Regions from separate parts of the Sus scrofa genome. Here all the other regions are linked to region 1. The links are chromatin contacts, called in public Hi-C and HiChIP or PLAC-seq maps. All regions are on one chromosome and are shown on one strand. The core of a region is the stretch at or near the end of the contact, and the rest is flanking DNA. Distances in the headings are between cores, read along the strand shown.

What was found. A called contact is a pair of places that touch in the nucleus more often than the background predicts. HiChIP or PLAC-seq counts read pairs in DNA pulled down with a chosen protein or histone mark.
Region 2: a contact with region 1 is called in a Hi-C map of embryonic fibroblasts, with 3 times the contacts expected there. The contact joins two enhancer-like sites. A contact is called at or near these places in 6 of 47 Hi-C or Micro-C datasets (embryonic fibroblasts, epiblast stem cells, heart right ventricle and 2 more) and 2 of 2 datasets of contacts at active chromatin or transcription factors (alveolar macrophages and skeletal muscle).
Region 3: an H3K27ac HiChIP or PLAC-seq map of alveolar macrophages shows a contact between it and region 1. The contact joins two enhancer-like sites. A contact is called at or near these places in 1 of 47 Hi-C or Micro-C datasets (embryonic fibroblasts) and 2 of 2 datasets of contacts at active chromatin or transcription factors (alveolar macrophages and skeletal muscle).

Annotation. Positions count from the first base shown.
Region 1 is chr7:92,394,975-92,400,065 of Sscrofa11.1, reverse strand. No RefSeq gene overlaps it. Among named protein-coding and RNA genes, the nearest start is that of ZFP36L1, 98 kb to the left of the region's middle. Within about 2 kb of position 2,160, at least 45 of the 83 cell types and tissues checked have an H3K27ac peak or open chromatin away from gene starts, as enhancers often do. A contact at or near this core is called in alveolar macrophages, embryonic fibroblasts and skeletal muscle, where this site is marked.
Region 2 is chr7:91,966,819-91,971,909 of Sscrofa11.1, reverse strand. The region is part of intron 8 of RAD51B (DNA repair protein RAD51 homolog 2); the gene reads right to left. Among named protein-coding and RNA genes, the nearest start is that of RAD51B, 380 kb to the right of the region's middle. Within about 2 kb of position 2,854, at least 10 of the 83 cell types and tissues checked have an H3K27ac peak or open chromatin away from gene starts, as enhancers often do. A contact at or near this core is called in embryonic fibroblasts, where this site is marked.
Region 3 is chr7:92,102,322-92,107,412 of Sscrofa11.1, reverse strand. The region is part of intron 9 of RAD51B (DNA repair protein RAD51 homolog 2); the gene reads right to left. It overlaps LOC106507734 (a long non-coding RNA gene), which reads left to right. Exons shown (of 3, transcript XR_002346146.1): 2 at 3,658-4,603. Among named protein-coding and RNA genes, the nearest start is that of ZFP36L1, 390 kb to the left of the region's middle. Within about 2 kb of position 2,247, at least 32 of the 83 cell types and tissues checked have an H3K27ac peak or open chromatin away from gene starts, as enhancers often do. A contact at or near this core is called in alveolar macrophages and skeletal muscle, where this site is marked.

The DNA.
Region 1 (5,091 bases), core at 911-3,410:
CCACCAGGGGTCCGACACCAACCCCCCCTCAGAGCTGCAGCCTTTCCCTGTTTTTTAGGCAGCTCTGCCCTGTGCAAGGACTGGGCACCCTTCCCCTGAATGCCCTTCCTCCATCAGCCTCTCTGCCTGGCGAACCCCTCCTCAACTGACAAAACTGGCTCCAAAGTCACCTCCTCCGTGAAGCCGGCCGGTTTCCTCCTCCACACCTTCTTTGTAGGGCTCTCGTCGTTACCTTTGCTGGAATGTATAAAACCTGTCCCACTGGAAGCTTTGTGCCCCCAACCCGGTGTGAGGTTCCAAGAGTGGCCAGCCTGGGTTGACTGAATGTTTGGAGTCTAGCCTGGCTGGACTTTTGGGGTCTCTGGGAGGTAGTGCCTAGCAGCTGGGGCTCTGAGCCCCCTTTCAGCCCTCTGTGGCCTTCTCAGGGGCCGGCTGCTGGCCAAGCAGAAAGTTCCCAGGTTAGTGCCCTTGCATACCACCTGTGGCCTTGCCTCAGTCTCATGCCTGCCATGCCTGGCTCATCTCTGAGCTCTGGCTTCCTCTTTTAGCCCCTAGACGCCTCCACTGACCACTCCCTGGCCAAGCGCTGGCCATTCTTGCTGAGTCAGCTCATCAGCTAATTGCCACCAGCTGGACAAGGCTGCCTTCCCAAGATGCAGTGGGCTGCCTGCTCTTGGAGGCCAACTCTGGTAGCTCATTTGCTGGGGAATTGGCATTGCTTCTTCCAGTGAATGTTGGGGGAGACATCCCAGCCAGGCCTGGGGTGGGGATGAGGTGTGGAGGCAGACCCAGGAGCAGGTAGGGAGATGGGGGATGGACCTGTGGAGGACCAGGGGACCCCTTTCTATGGCTCATGGCCTTTTTCCAGAGCAGTGGTTCTCCCTGGAGGCAGGGAGGTGATCCCCAGCCCCAGGGGCATTTGGCAATGTCTGGAGATATTTTTGGTTGTCACGACTGGCGAGGGCGGAAGGGATGCTACTGGCATTTTTTGGGCAGAAGTTGGAGATGCTGCTAAACATCTTACAATGCACAAGACAACCCCTAGAACCAAGGATTCTCCTAGCTGAAGTGTCAACAGTGCCGAAGTTGAGAAAGACGAGAGATGAGGCTAAGGCAGCTGGTGCGGGGAGCCTCACGTTTGAGAGGTGGCCTCCAGGGGCTTCCATGGGTCCAGTGATGACTGAGTCTCAGGGCACCTCTGCAGCCTTCCCTGCTCTTTCGGGCCTTGGCATGGAGCCACGATTCTCTCTGCAGGACTGGTCCTGCTCCTCCCTGTCCACCCTATCCCTGCTGCCGTATTTGGGGCTGAGGGGCAATTTCAACAGCCCATGGGTATGAGATGTTCAAGAAGCCTCTTCTCTTATTTCGCTCCATGTCAGCCCATAGTTTTAGAAGGGCAAGGAAGTGAGGGCTTTCTTACCATTTTTCAAAAAAACACGACACATAGAGGAATTTTAAAGAAATTTCTCTATAATAATAGGAGTCAACACCATCAATTGCTTCTTTTGTACTAGGAACTTTCACATACGTGATATGGTATCATGATCACATGGACCTTGGCCACAGGTAATATTATTACTCCTTGAAAAAAAAACAACCCAAACCCAGCTGAAGTCCAGACAGGTTCCTTAATTCGCCCAAGTGAGAGACCTAGAAAGAGGTGGTGCTGAGACTGGGACCACATTTTTGCCTGCAAATCTGTAATTAGAGCACCATTGAAGATTTCGCCTGTAGGAACCTTGCAGGTGAAAAGGACCACGAGGGTTCTTGTGTCTGTCTGGCCCTGGTGGGGAAGCTGGGAGAGGAGCTGTGGACAGGTGACCACAGGAAAGGGGGCCGCCAGGAAGAGGAGGCTACTAGAGGCCACGGCTGATTCTTGTGAGGGGATGACTCAGCCTGGGCCAGGGAGGGTCCTTTTTGTCCTCCCAGGCCCATATCTGCACCCCGGGGAAGCCCAGCCATGCCATCTAACCCTGGGGTTGATAAAACTGCCCAAAAGGAAGGACTAGGCTGCCCTTTGCTGCCCAGAGAGCAGCCATCCAGCCTCGTCTCTCCAGGCATCCAGGCGTCCATCTGTCTGTCTGGGGAGCTCTGGCTGGGCTGCTGGCTGCTGCAGGGGAGCTTGGAGGCTGCAGGAGGCCGGCAGTAAACAGGAAATGGTTAAGTAAGAGCAGGTGGAGCATGCCGGGTGCTGGAGCAGGGCAGGAAATAGCTGAGCGGCTGAATGGACTCAAAAGAATGCCCTGCCCTCCTCCCCGGGGCTCTGGCAAAAGCACTGTCCACCCACTCCTCCCTGGCGGTGCTGTGAGGCGCCCAGCCTGGAAGCAGCCTGACCCCAGGGCCCTTCTCAGCTCTGCAGGGGGTGGTGCTGGGGTGGGGGAGGGGGTGAGGGACCCAGGAACCAGGAAGTCCAGCCAGGACCAATGAGGCAAGAAGGAGGGAGTTGCTCCCCTGCGGGTGGGAGGGTGGGGCCGCCCATCAGGCCCAAGTTTAGTGGCCCAGGTGTGAGGGGCTGCGGGAGGCGGGCAGGTGCCCCAAGAACCAGCAGCTGTCTTCTTCTTCCAGGGCCCTTTGCACTGACTGCAACTCCCAGAATGTTCTGTCTCGGCCTGGGTGGAGCACACAGCCAGGTGTGCAGCCTGAGATCCGGAGAGGAAGGCCAGACACAATGGGGTTCCCTCCCTCCAGACCTCAAAGTTGCTCATTTTCAGATAGGTTTCTGTGCTCTGCCCTGGAATAAAGTGAGTGGTGCTCTCTTGGCCCCCCGGCTCCCCTTCAGAGTGATCTAATCTTGCAGGCAAACAGGACTCTGCTTCCTGGGGTCCCCTTGCCAGTGAGCTTCTCCCCCACAACAGATGGTCTAGGTTCTCTGGCCTTGAAGCTGACCCATCGCTGTCCGAGGACTCCAGGGCATCCAGGTCTGAACTCCCACCCAGGCCTCATTGGGCAGAGATGCCCACAATGCTGGGCACCTAGTGGCACACAGGGATGCTGAGGCCGGAGTAGTCTGTCCCCATTGCTGGCTTGTTGCCCAGCACATGGCTCCTGGGAGCATCAGAGCAGCAGCGGGAAGCTGATGGCTTTGATGCCTGCCTGAGGAGGGAGGGGGACCAGTGGGGAAGAAGCTGTGCTCTTGACAGCAGTGGACATCAAGGGTGTCGCAATCCCCAAAGAATGATAGCAACCCCACTTTATTGGTATCTGTCCCATTTGTTCATAGTAAGTATATATTTAAGTATATACCTATATTTATTTATACACACTATTGACTTTAAAACCCTACAGCAACCCAAAGAAGAAGCACTTTGTTCCCATTTTACAGATGAGGAAACTGAGACACAGAGAAGTGAAGTAACTTGCCCTAGTAGTAAAGCAGCTGGAGCTTCGGGAACTCTGATTTCAAACCTGGGCAGATGGGTCCAGTCCCTACTCCAGCCACTGTGGTGAACTGCTTACGTGGGAACCTTTTGAGGAGGCCATCCTGGTTCCCCTGGAGTTTGCTAATGAGATCCCTATTCTTTAAGAGAAATTCCTTTCCTCTCAGGAGCCAGAATTTCTGATCACCCTTTCTTACTGGCTGAGGCTCCCAAGGCCTCAGACAAGAGGACCAGGACAGAGGAGGAGAAAGTGGTGGAGAGCTGATTTCCTCTCCAGGCTGAGCTTGGCATCTTCCCACTGCCGCTGACATGGGGCCCCAAGGAAAGTGCCGTGGATTCTGTTCATTCAAGAACCAGGTGTTGGCACCAGCGCTGTGCCAGGGGCTGGGCTGGGCACCGGGAGGAGCCTGCTAAAGTAGACACGTTATGTGCCCCGGGGTGTTGGCGGCAGAGGCAGAGACAGTCACTGACACGTCTATAGATTGAATGTGGTGGACACTGAGCTAGAGGGAGGCTTGGGGGTGGGAGCATGGCAACAGTGAGTCGGGCCTTCAGCCAGTCCAGGAAGTCAGACACGGTGTCCTGAAGGGGAGCATGACTTAGCGGAGCCTCAAAGGATGGTCCAGGTTTAACCAGGAGAAGAAAAAGGGGTGGGGTGGGGCCGAGGCAGGGCTGTGCAGGCAGAGGCTTGGAGGTCTGACATTGCTGGGTAAAAGCAGAGAACATAAGTGCGTCAGCACTTCTACTGACTGTGTGATCCTGGCCGGTGGAGATTGCATCACAGTGGCCCACAAGGCCACATCAGGGCCTTGGAGCTTTGTTCGGTCTCTGCCTCCTGGCCTAAAAGACCACGGGAAGGAGGAGGGCCTTGTAGGAAAACAGTGCAACTTAAGCAGACTCACACTCCCTGATTTTAAGAATCGTTATCAAGCTAGAGTAATCAAGACAGTAGAACTGATGAAAGGATGGTCATTGATAACAGTGGAATATAATGGAAAATGCAGAAATAGACCCACACACGCAGAGTTAGTTAATTTTTAGCAAAGTACAAAGGGAATTCAATGGAGAAAGGAGAGTCTTAAAAAAAATGGTGCTGGAAAATTTGGACCTCCATATACCAAAACAAACAAACAAACAACAAAAAAAAAAACAAAAAAACAAACCCCCCAAAACCCCACCAAACTAAACGCAAACAAAAACCTTAGCCTATAACTCAAAATGAATCATAAACCTAAATGTGAAACATGAAAATATAAAGACAGAAACGTGAGCAAAAGTATAAAAGAAAAAAAAAGTATCAATATAAAAAGAAGAAAACATGGGAAAAAAATCTTTGCAACTTGGGTTGGGCAATGATTTTTAAGATACGACACCAAAAGCACAATCCATAAAAGGAAAAGTTGACACATTGAACGTCTCGAAATGAAAAAGTTCTTTTTTTTCAAATGACACTGTTAAGAAAATGAAAAGACAAGCCCTAGACTGGGAGAAAATGTTTGTAAAACCTCTGACAGAGGACTTGTATCTAGACTTTATTAAAAAAAAAAAAACACCTCTCATGGTGTTCCCATTGTGGCACAGTGTAAATGAATCTGACTAGGTACCATGAGGTTGCAGGTTCGATCCCTGGCCTCGATCTGTGGGTTAGGGATCCCACGTGGCCGTGAGCTGTGGTGTAGGTCGCAGACGTGGCTTGGATCCTGCATGGCTGTGG
Region 2 (5,091 bases), core at 1,605-4,104, 430 kb after region 1:
ATCCTTTAGTTTTAATGTTCTTGCTTTCCTCAAAATTAATAAATCTATCCATTAATCAAAAGCATTAACTATCCTTTCTTGGAAATTTTTTCATGGACATTATAAACCTCCGGATTCTAAGTAAGGATTCTTGCCACATATTAAGTGCTCAATGTATAAATCAGGAGATAATTTATTTATAACTTTTTGATTTTCTGCTTTTCTAGGTGATAAAGAAGACATGTTTGTGTTTTTAATATACATACACCCAAAATAATGCATATATTCCTAAAGACGCAGATTAAATCTTTCTTGCTCACTACGTTAAACTATGTTTCATTTGGTCTGAATTCTTGATTACTGAATAATTCTTTGGAGAGATAATATATGTTCTGCTCTACTGTATATTTTTTTTTACTTTTAAAAGAAGTTTTTCTTTTTTTCCTTTTATCTTTTTACCCCTATAACCCATTTCTCCCACAACCTGACCCTCACCTTTGGCAACCACCAATCTGATCTCTATATCTATGAACTTGTATTCCTGTTTGTTTTTTTATTTCCACATATAAGAGATCATACAGTATTCACAAAGGATTTCACTTAGCATAATGCCCTAGAGTCCATCTATGTCACAAATGGCAAGGTCTCATTCTTTTTTATGGCTGAATAATATTTCATTACATATAGTATATATATTCCACAATTTCTTTATCCATTCATCCATTGATAAACATTTAAGGGAGCTCCTGTAGTGGTGCAGCAGAAATGAATCCAACTAGTATCCATGAGGATGCAGGTTCAATCCCTGGCTCAGTGGGTTAAGGATCTGGTATTGCCAGTGAGCTATGGTGTAGGTCGCAGACACGGCTTGGATCTGGCGTGGCTGTGGCTGTGGTGTAGGTCAGCAGCTATAGCTCTGATTTGACCCCTAGTGTGGGAACTTCCATAAGCTGTGGGTACAGCCCTAAAAAACAAAACAAAAAAAATTAAAAAAGATAAACATTTAGGTGGTTTTGTTTTCTTTGGATAAATACTCAGAATTGGAATTGCTAGATCATATGCTAACTCTATTTTTAATCTTTTGAGGAACTTCCATACTGTTTTCCACAGTGACTACTCCAATTTACTTTTTTTTTTTTTTTTTTTTTCCTTTTTTTCCTGGCACTACCTGCGGCAAATGGAAGTTGCCAAGCCAGGGGTCAACTTGGAGCTGTAGCTGAAGCCTCCACCAGGGCAACACTGGATCCGAGCTGCATCTGTGATCTACACTGTAGCTTTCGGCAACACCGGATCCTTAACCCACTGAGCGAGGGTAGGGATCAAACTTGCATCCTCACAGAGACAACACTGGGTCCTTAACCCACTGGGCCACAATGGGAACTCCCCAGTTTACTCTTTCAAAAAACAGTCTATGGTAGAAATAAAAGGCAAAGAGTCCCCACTTTTACAAAGCTTATAACTGAGTTAGGATGTCAAAAATTTTCATAGAAAACAGCACTTAAAACTCTAATATAGTCTTATAATAAACTTCAGGGTTTTATAATATTGTTACAATGGAAATCTTCCAATTAAAAAAACTACCCATGCACTAACTTAACAAGTCAACTGTTTTCATTTATCCATGCTCCATCCTGATCCATATATACACATTTTTATAATTTGATATTCTGTTCTTACTGTTTACCATCATGGCAAAATTCTTACCGATGCAAAATATTTAAAATCATTTAACTTTAAATTGTTATCAATTAATAGAAGCATAGTATTAAAGGAACTAGTCACCACTGTTAGACATTGAGGGTGTTTTCCCTTCATAAATAATGCTGCAATTAATCTGACTACTGCATTGATCATTTTCTAATTTTTTTCCATCTTAGATTTTATTACTTTTCTCTAGAACTTTTGCCCCCAGTAATCAAATGGTAAAGTAAGAGCTTTGTTCATAGAAATACTGATTACTTACGATCTTTTTAATATGTCTTAGATGAATAAACCCAAATTTTATATTGATGATTTTAGTATTTATCTGCCTCAATTTGATTGCTTCCTGTGCCCAAAGTCTAACTTTTTATATCAACTGTCAGATCTGTTAAAGTTTCACAGCAAGAGAGATGGGTGGTGAGAGATTAAGACAGTAGGATAGGCTTGTGAAGGAGGGAGGATCTGACCCAGGGCTTGGAGACATAGAAGGATTGTGAGCTGATCTCAGAGAAGAGGGACTCTACAGATAAAGAAAGCAGGGTGAGAGAAAATCCCAAACTGCTATGATGAAGCAGTGTAATTCACAGAGCTTCTTCCCCAAGAGCACCAGAGGTATGGGTGGGAACAGCTGTAACAAGGGTGAGTAAGAGAAGGGACACATGGAAGGATCTGAAAACCAGCCCTAAAAACTTCCACTTCCCAAACGGAAATGAATTCAGAGTCATAGTCATCGAATCAGATGAAACATTTAAATGGACTCTTCGGTAAGACTTCTCTGGGGCTGATTTCAGATGCCCAAATCTGCCTGGCAGGATGAAGAGAAACTTCTTACTCTTTTCCAGAGAGAACACTTAGCAGACATCAGATGGTGAGGGGCAAGACAGAAATGGCCACCAACATTGGCTAGGAGAGGTAACAAAGATGCTATAACTTCAGTTACACAAGCTGTAACTCCAGTGACCTATTCTCAGAGTCAATGCCCAAAGAGAGTAAATCTGTATCCACTTGTCAAATTCAATGTGTCACCTGACCAAATCGAGTCAGAGGTAAGGTGTAGCACATATTTCTCTAGTTGACCACAGAATAATGTCCTGGATCCAGATGAATTCTCTTTGCACAGTATTTATTATTCTAATAAACCAAATGGAATGTTTAGAGATGACTGGAGCAATCTGATTGGCAAACTTACAGGGCATTCATTCTTCCAAGGTGACTGGTGCATGAAAAGTGAAACTATAGCACTCGTGTAAACAATCCATCTGCCTCATTTCCCTCCCCCAGGCACCTCTAATTTTCAGCTTATGTTAGCTGTAAGACGAGCTAATGTTTTTAGTGTAGAAAAATGGCATTATCCCAGACAGGACTTACTTTAAGGAAAAGAGGAAAAATGCTAAAGCCATACAGATGGTATCAGTAGGTACTGGTACCCATGACCAATGACTAAGATGAATCACTATTACATTTCAGCAGACAGGTGAGACCATGAATCTCAGAAACTAAACACTAACTTATTTCAGGCATCAAAAGTTCCACTTTAAACAAAACTGTGTGATAACTTTTGCCCATAAATATGTATAGTCTTGAACCGATCCCAAAGAAATGACTGCAAATCAGTAATACAGTCTGATTAACTCATTCTTTCAAAAAGGTCCCTCCCTATGGGTACTTGGAAAATTAAGAGCAAATGATTATCTTATGAGGCAAACAATTTATAAAAAGGAGCCAGGTAAGTCAGACATGAAAACAGGACTCGGAATTATGGGGCCAGAACCAAGATGCACAGGCTCCTTCCTGGAGCCAGACCAACACACCAAATAGATGCCCTTCAAGGTGAATTCTTAATGATCTCCAGGTAGTTACCTTACACTTATCGTTGGCAAATCTTACTTCTTCTTGATGTTATTAATGCTTGCTTTCAACTCTTCCCCCCCCCATCTTTGGATTCATTCTTAGATCCAAAAGAGGAAGCATTTTTTGAAAATAGTTGAAACACAAAACTCTTTAAGATATTCATATTTTTAGAAAGGAGAGGAAAAGGAAGAAAAAAGGAGGAGGAGGAGCTAAATGAAGGAGGAAGAAAAAGAAATAAAAATGAGAGAGAATGAGGAAGAAATGAGAGGTACTAGGTGAAAGGGGGAAGGAAGGAGAAGGGAGGATGTAGTTCTGTCTAGGAGGAGAAACAGAATATTCCAGACATGAAGGAATCAAGGCCACAGAGAAGTACATGCTGGACTATTTTTCCAGCTCCTCCCAAATCACGTCCTGGTTACTCAGTACCTGAGTATTCATAAAGCCCAATGCATTCACCTAACAGACTTCATAATGTTCAAGCCACAATCCCTTTGGTGGTTTGATGAAAGCTATGGAAGCCATCTCAGAAAAATATTTCCAAGTACATAAAATAAAATACAAAGAGAAACTTCCTACTCTTTTCCAGAGAGAACACTTAGCAGACATCAGATGGTGAGGGGCATGACAGAAATGGCCAGCAACACTGGCTAGGACAATCACAAAGGACACCAATTTTATGGAAATCCAGTTTTCAGACATAACTTTCGAATACACGAAATATTAATAAATATGCCTCTTAATTGATTAAACAGCAAAATCTAGTGGTGGGCCTAATGTAATCACGATAATGTCAAAGTAGTGGTAAGTATAAGGAATATTTCAAGATATCTGGAACAATTGAAATAGTCAAGTATCAATAATTTAAAATCACAGGTACTGCTAATACAACTGTGGTGTGTTGTCTTCCTTCGGAATGGAAGGAAATGTTAAACAATTTCATTACAAGTTTAGCGAAAATGGAGTGTAATATTGTTTCTTATCTGAGTTCATGGATATCCATTCAAGGAGGTGAGGGGTCCACTGACCCTAAAATAAGAAGCTCTTACATAAAGAGTCAAAACAACTTGAAGAGTTAGTCTCTTTTCTTTCATGAAACTTTTAATCCAGCAGCCACCTAAGAATCCACAAAATTATGCAGACCAAAGTTGCTGAGGAAACCAACAACTCTGAAGAAATATAATTGAAGAAACAGCATGAAGTGGCACAAATTATACAGGCTTCTTGGAACAAGCCAAGTCCTTTCCAAATTCTTAAAGAAGTGCTAACATACTGGGTACATCAACTAATTGAAAAAATTAAATACGAGCCCCAGCTTATACCACACACACCACGGTTAGATCTGGACCCACCAGACTTCCATATAATTAAAACTATTCAAACGCTGGGAGAATACATGGGTGTTTTTCTTCTTTTTGGTGATTGTTGAGGTAAAGCAGGATTTTGCATAGTACTTGAGGCTAAAAAAATATACTCTCTGAAACATATGGTGATATAATGAAGTGGGAAGAGTGTGGGCTCCTGGGCCAGGCTGCCTGCGTTTATTTCACTTCTTTCTGTATA
Region 3 (5,091 bases), core at 998-3,497, 290 kb after region 1:
ACCTCTGTTCCCAGTGGCTCGCTGGGCCACTGGCGCTGAGACTCACTGAGAGAAAGAGCAGGCGGGGGGCAAGGGGGGGGGGCGGGGAGGGCAGGCAGCTGTGGCCGCAGAGGGGAGGCCAGTGGGGGCGTGTGGGTTTCCACAGCCTTCTCTTCTGGCCCAGCCGGGAAAGGTCAGCCCAGCCCTGGTCTTTGCCCTGGCAGAGGTGAAGGAAAGGACAGAGGAGGGGGGCCAATGTCTCAGTGCACCCCCACCACTACCACCAGAAGGCACGGGGGGGGGGGGGAGGGAAATGCACATCTGGGACCAAACAGCTACCTTGGGAGAGGGAAATGAGGAAAATATTGCAAATGCTTTTGGAGGATTGAAACATGCAAACTATAATAAACAAGAAATTGGGGTCTTTGAGAGAGGTCAGAGAATCCTGCCAAGCAAATCCCAGATTATTTCATGGAGTCTCAGGGCAGAGATGTGATTTGCTGAGGAAACACAACATGAGTTGGTGGCAGACTCAGGAAGGAGTCCAGAGGTCTGAGTCACCTCCCAGAGAGGGGCCAAATCCAAGTGGGGCTTTGCTGGACACCACGGACAGAGGGGCCTCTGGTGCCTAGGGTGTGCTCACATGTGTCCATGTGTATACACGTGCATCTGTGTGTGTGTGTGTGTTTGTGTGTGTATGTGTGAGAGAGAGGGAGAGGCAGAGGCAGGATGGGATGCTCTCGGGCCCATTGCTGAAGGTTACTGGAGGCTTACAAGTCATCATAGAGCGATGCTAGTCCAGGCACCACTGGTCCCCCTGGGAGCGGAAAGCCTGACAGTCAGTCCCCACAGACGGATGGACGGAGGCCTGGAGAAGGGACTAAGAAGAAGGGTTTGCGGAAGATGGGATGACAAAGAAGCCCATACACTTCCGGGGACAAAGCTGTATCCGCATAATTTCCTTAATATAACTTTGATCAGGAAAATCACTGTTCCAAATGACCTCTTGAACTCTCCCTACATCCTTGAGAGGAGGATGCTAAAATTCAGCCCTACCCCTGCCCAATGAGGAGGGAGCCCCAATCTTCTTGGCTCACTGTCCAGTTGGCCTACGGAGAGTTGCACAAGCTCCAAACATTCCTCTGGTTTGGATTTGCCTCGCTCTTCTTCCTTGGCCCAGAAAATGAGAGAGAACTGAACTCAGGACTGAGGGTCTGAAACAGCGAGGCATGAGTTTGCAGAAACTCTCCAGAATCATCATTTGGAAACATTCCCGCATGTCGGGCCCCCATAAACATCTCTCAGCTCACTCTCGGTGGGAGTAAAGACGTTACAAGGTGGCTCTAAATATATTTAGGGACCTGGTACGTTCACCTTTACCTGGGCTAGGTCTCCGTCTTCCCAGGAAGGAGGCTTTCACTACGGCCGTCCAGTCCCACGCTGCGTACTATGCCTACATCTGAGTGCCTGAGAAAATTCCCATGGGGCGGTGTAGTAAAAAAAGATCAACCACATGAAGATCCTGCCTTTTGATTTCCTTGCTTCATCCAAATTGCTCCCCAGGCGCTTTTAGATTTCGAGGCTCCCCTAATCACCCTTCTAACCAGCAGCCCCGCCACGGCATAGAAATTAATTTGTATAGCTCCTAAGTGAAATTATCCCTGGGGAGAGAAGATGCCCAAGGCTTTAACAATTACAACAGAACACAGCCTCGGAGTGAGAAGAGGAGACAAGTACACGCTGACATCCCGACTGAAACTCCAGGCTGAATCCGACAGAGAAGAATGTAATTCCCTTTCCTGGTTGGAGGGGACACCAAAGAAACCGGAGAAGTGGAATACCTATTAGGTCCCCACTAATCCTCCTCCTAAATTCAAAGCAGGGTTCCTCCCTGGAATTCATTTCTGAGTATTCTTAGTCGCCACTATTGTTCAACAGCTCAGTTGATAAGTGCTTGCAGCGCATAAGGCTTTCTACTGAGCTCACCCCTCCTCGTTCCCAGCCGCTCAAAGCACTTTACAAATATCACCTCATTATTCGTTATAACACTCCAGCGAGCCTGATCGGTGGAAAGGTTCATTATCTTCTCCTTACCAATAGGGGAAAGAGACAAAGGAAGAAGTGACTCGTTTAAGCCAACAAAGCAAGGCAGAACTGGAACTAAAACTCAGCCGTCCTCCTGACGTGCTGTGTGCACGTGAACTCCGCTCGCCTGCAAAGAGGTTCCGCTGACAGGGCAGGGTTTCCTAGCCACGGACGGTGTTGTAATCAGCAGGTCCACAGAACTGGGGCACTGGCTGGAGGGGAAGGGATGGCAGTCGAGATGGAGGAGCCCCATGTGAGGGGCCTTAAAGGGTTTGGACAAGTCACTTTGACTCCATGGAAGAAGGGTTTCCATTAGAGGATCTTAAGGGTTCCTTCCAGCTCTTAGACAATTAGTGAAGCCTGGAGTTCCTGTCATGGCTCAGTGGTTAACGAATCTGACTAAGAACCATGAAGTTGCGGGTTCGATCCCTGGCATTCCTTGGTGGGTTAAGGATCCGGTGTTACCGTGAGCCGTGGTGTAGGTGGCAGACTCGGCTTGGATCCCGTGTTGCTGTGGCTCTGGCATAGGCTTGGCAGCTACACCTCCGATTAGACCCCTCGCCTGGGAACCTCCATATGCTGAGGTGCAGCCCTAGAAAACGCAAAAAGAAAAAAAAAATTTAGTGAAGCCCTAGCTTCAGAAGAGGGGTTCTATTTTTTTCACCAGCCCTTTGTGACAATCTGAGATTCATTTTGCTTGTAAGCCTGAGATGGCATCCCTGTCTCTTTATAAGCATCTCTGTGTCATCCACAGTCCACCCCAAGGATAGTAGGGGACAAATCAGCTAGTAGGGACAGGTAGTCCTGGGGCACCAAGGCCAGGGACTGAAGAGGTGAAGGGAGGCTGGGAACAGAAAGAAGACTGGAAGAGTCAGAAAAAGAATTGGCAAATAACATTTTGAGCTGTGCCTGGGCCCTACCCATGGACACTCCTTACATTCCAAGGAACCTATGACAGGTCCTTCAAAGTTTAAGTAGGCTGTAAAGAAACAGAGTTTGCTTTGGTTTTTCTAAATACAGGCTTCACCTGTCAACCCTAAAATCCATGTGAGCAAGGCCCCAAGGTACCCTGGAGGGGTGGTTTTCCATTTAAACGGAATTTCATTTTAATTGAAATAACATTGATGTGCCTTCAAGTTAATTAAAACAGGATTTTACAGGTGGCTTCATAGTTTATAATTTGTGTTGCTTGAGCCAGATATGCCTAAGCCTTTAGAAAACCTGCAGTGTTTTATCTCTCTGATCTTTTACATTTTCTTTTCCTGAATGATGCTTTGATACTCATTGTTTGCCCCAAAGAGCGTTTGAGAGGGAGGACATTTAGTAGAATCAACACTTGTTTGCAGAAGCAGCCCCCACAACCAGAATAATGACCTTGGAAATAGTCTTGGGTGATGGGCTGATTACAATGACTGGATATAAAGGACTGACTGTGTAGCCGCCAGAAAGAAACACATTTTTGTAATATCTCAGTTGTTTCTATTGGCCTGGCCTTCCTTGCATTCACCATGGGAACTGAATCAACAAGTTTGTTTGCTTTTATTTCAGTGATTACAATGCATTCTTTTTTTTTTTTTTTTCCTTCACATACAGGGAAAAAGGAGTAAAGAACAAATGAAAGTCAAATGCTTGATGATCCAAAAGAAATGGGTATAATTTTATTTATCTTCAAGTTCAGCTGTAAAAGCGACTAGTTGCAAACTTTATTCCCTCTGCTCTCTCTGAGGACCTCAGCCTGACCTTGTGGAACCTTCTTTCTGGGAAATTAAAGAATTTCCAGGATTAGCTCAAGTTCTGAGGCTGCCAACTGTGACAATCTACAAAACTCTCTTAGGTAATGATTCAGACCCCTCTTCTGCTCCAGGCCAAGATGGTCCCTGATGAGTTGGAAATATTCTAATTTCCTGGACCTAGACCACAAGGCGAAGTGACCCTGGAAGAATTTCAGAAGGGCAAGTTCAACACGTCTGCATACTAAAGACTCAACAACTGATATACATGTAACAACAGAAATGTAATTGAACTTGAAAAGCAAGAATTAAGGGGTCATCAGAAACAAGTTTACAAAAGAACACCGGAAGGGAGGAAGGAAGGAGGAAAGAAGGCAGGGAGGGAGGGAGGAGGGGACCACAGGGAAGGGAAGGGGTGGGGAGGGAGGAGGAAGGGAAGGAGGAAGAGAGGGCAGAGAGAGAGAAAGAAAGCTTTATGAATTTAATAATAATTGGTCTCCACCACCTGATTCTGAAGGAAGTCATTTTCTGAACATCCCCTGATATGAACTTTTGAATTCTCCAGCAGAAGGCCAAGTTTCCAATGCTGATCGGATAAAATGCCAAATATCTCTCATCATTATAATCCCAAGATGAGGAAAAAGAGGAAGAACGAATCAATATTCTCAGTTTATTGTCGAGGGGCCCAGAGAAGGGTCAGGCTTGAGAGCCCACCAAGGACTGCACTAGTTAAACTAGATGTCACCCTGATCCCTCCTCTGACACTCGTCTTTCCTTACATCTCCTAAACCATGCAGACAGCTGGGCAGGTAAGAGAACATCAAAGTAAGCTTCCAACTCAATTCTGCCACTACCTCATTCTGTGGCTTCCTTAGGCCTTGTTCCCCATTTGAAAAGTGAAGGCATAGGACTGGAGGGCCACTGCCATCCCTCCCATGTCTCACATGGCCCAACACTACTGTATCTCTGCAGAGACTGGCATTTCCCCCCCCCCCCCCAGCCACAGTACATTTTCTGTCTTTTAAGTTTTACCCAGTGTTGGTCCCTAGGAGTCCCTTGCGGTGTCTGAGGAGACCCGGGGCAGGAATTCAAGCTTTACTGGCCAACAGGAATGCCCACTTCTCCTCACTCCTGCAGAGGAAAGTTAAAGTCAGAATACAAGGGTTCTAGGTGACCTCACTCAGGAAACCCACTGGCATATGCCCTTAGATACAATCCAAAAGGGGTAAAAGATGAAGATCCATGTGGGGAGATTTACTGTGTAAGCCAAACCTACCACAGGGTAAGCTCTCAGTGG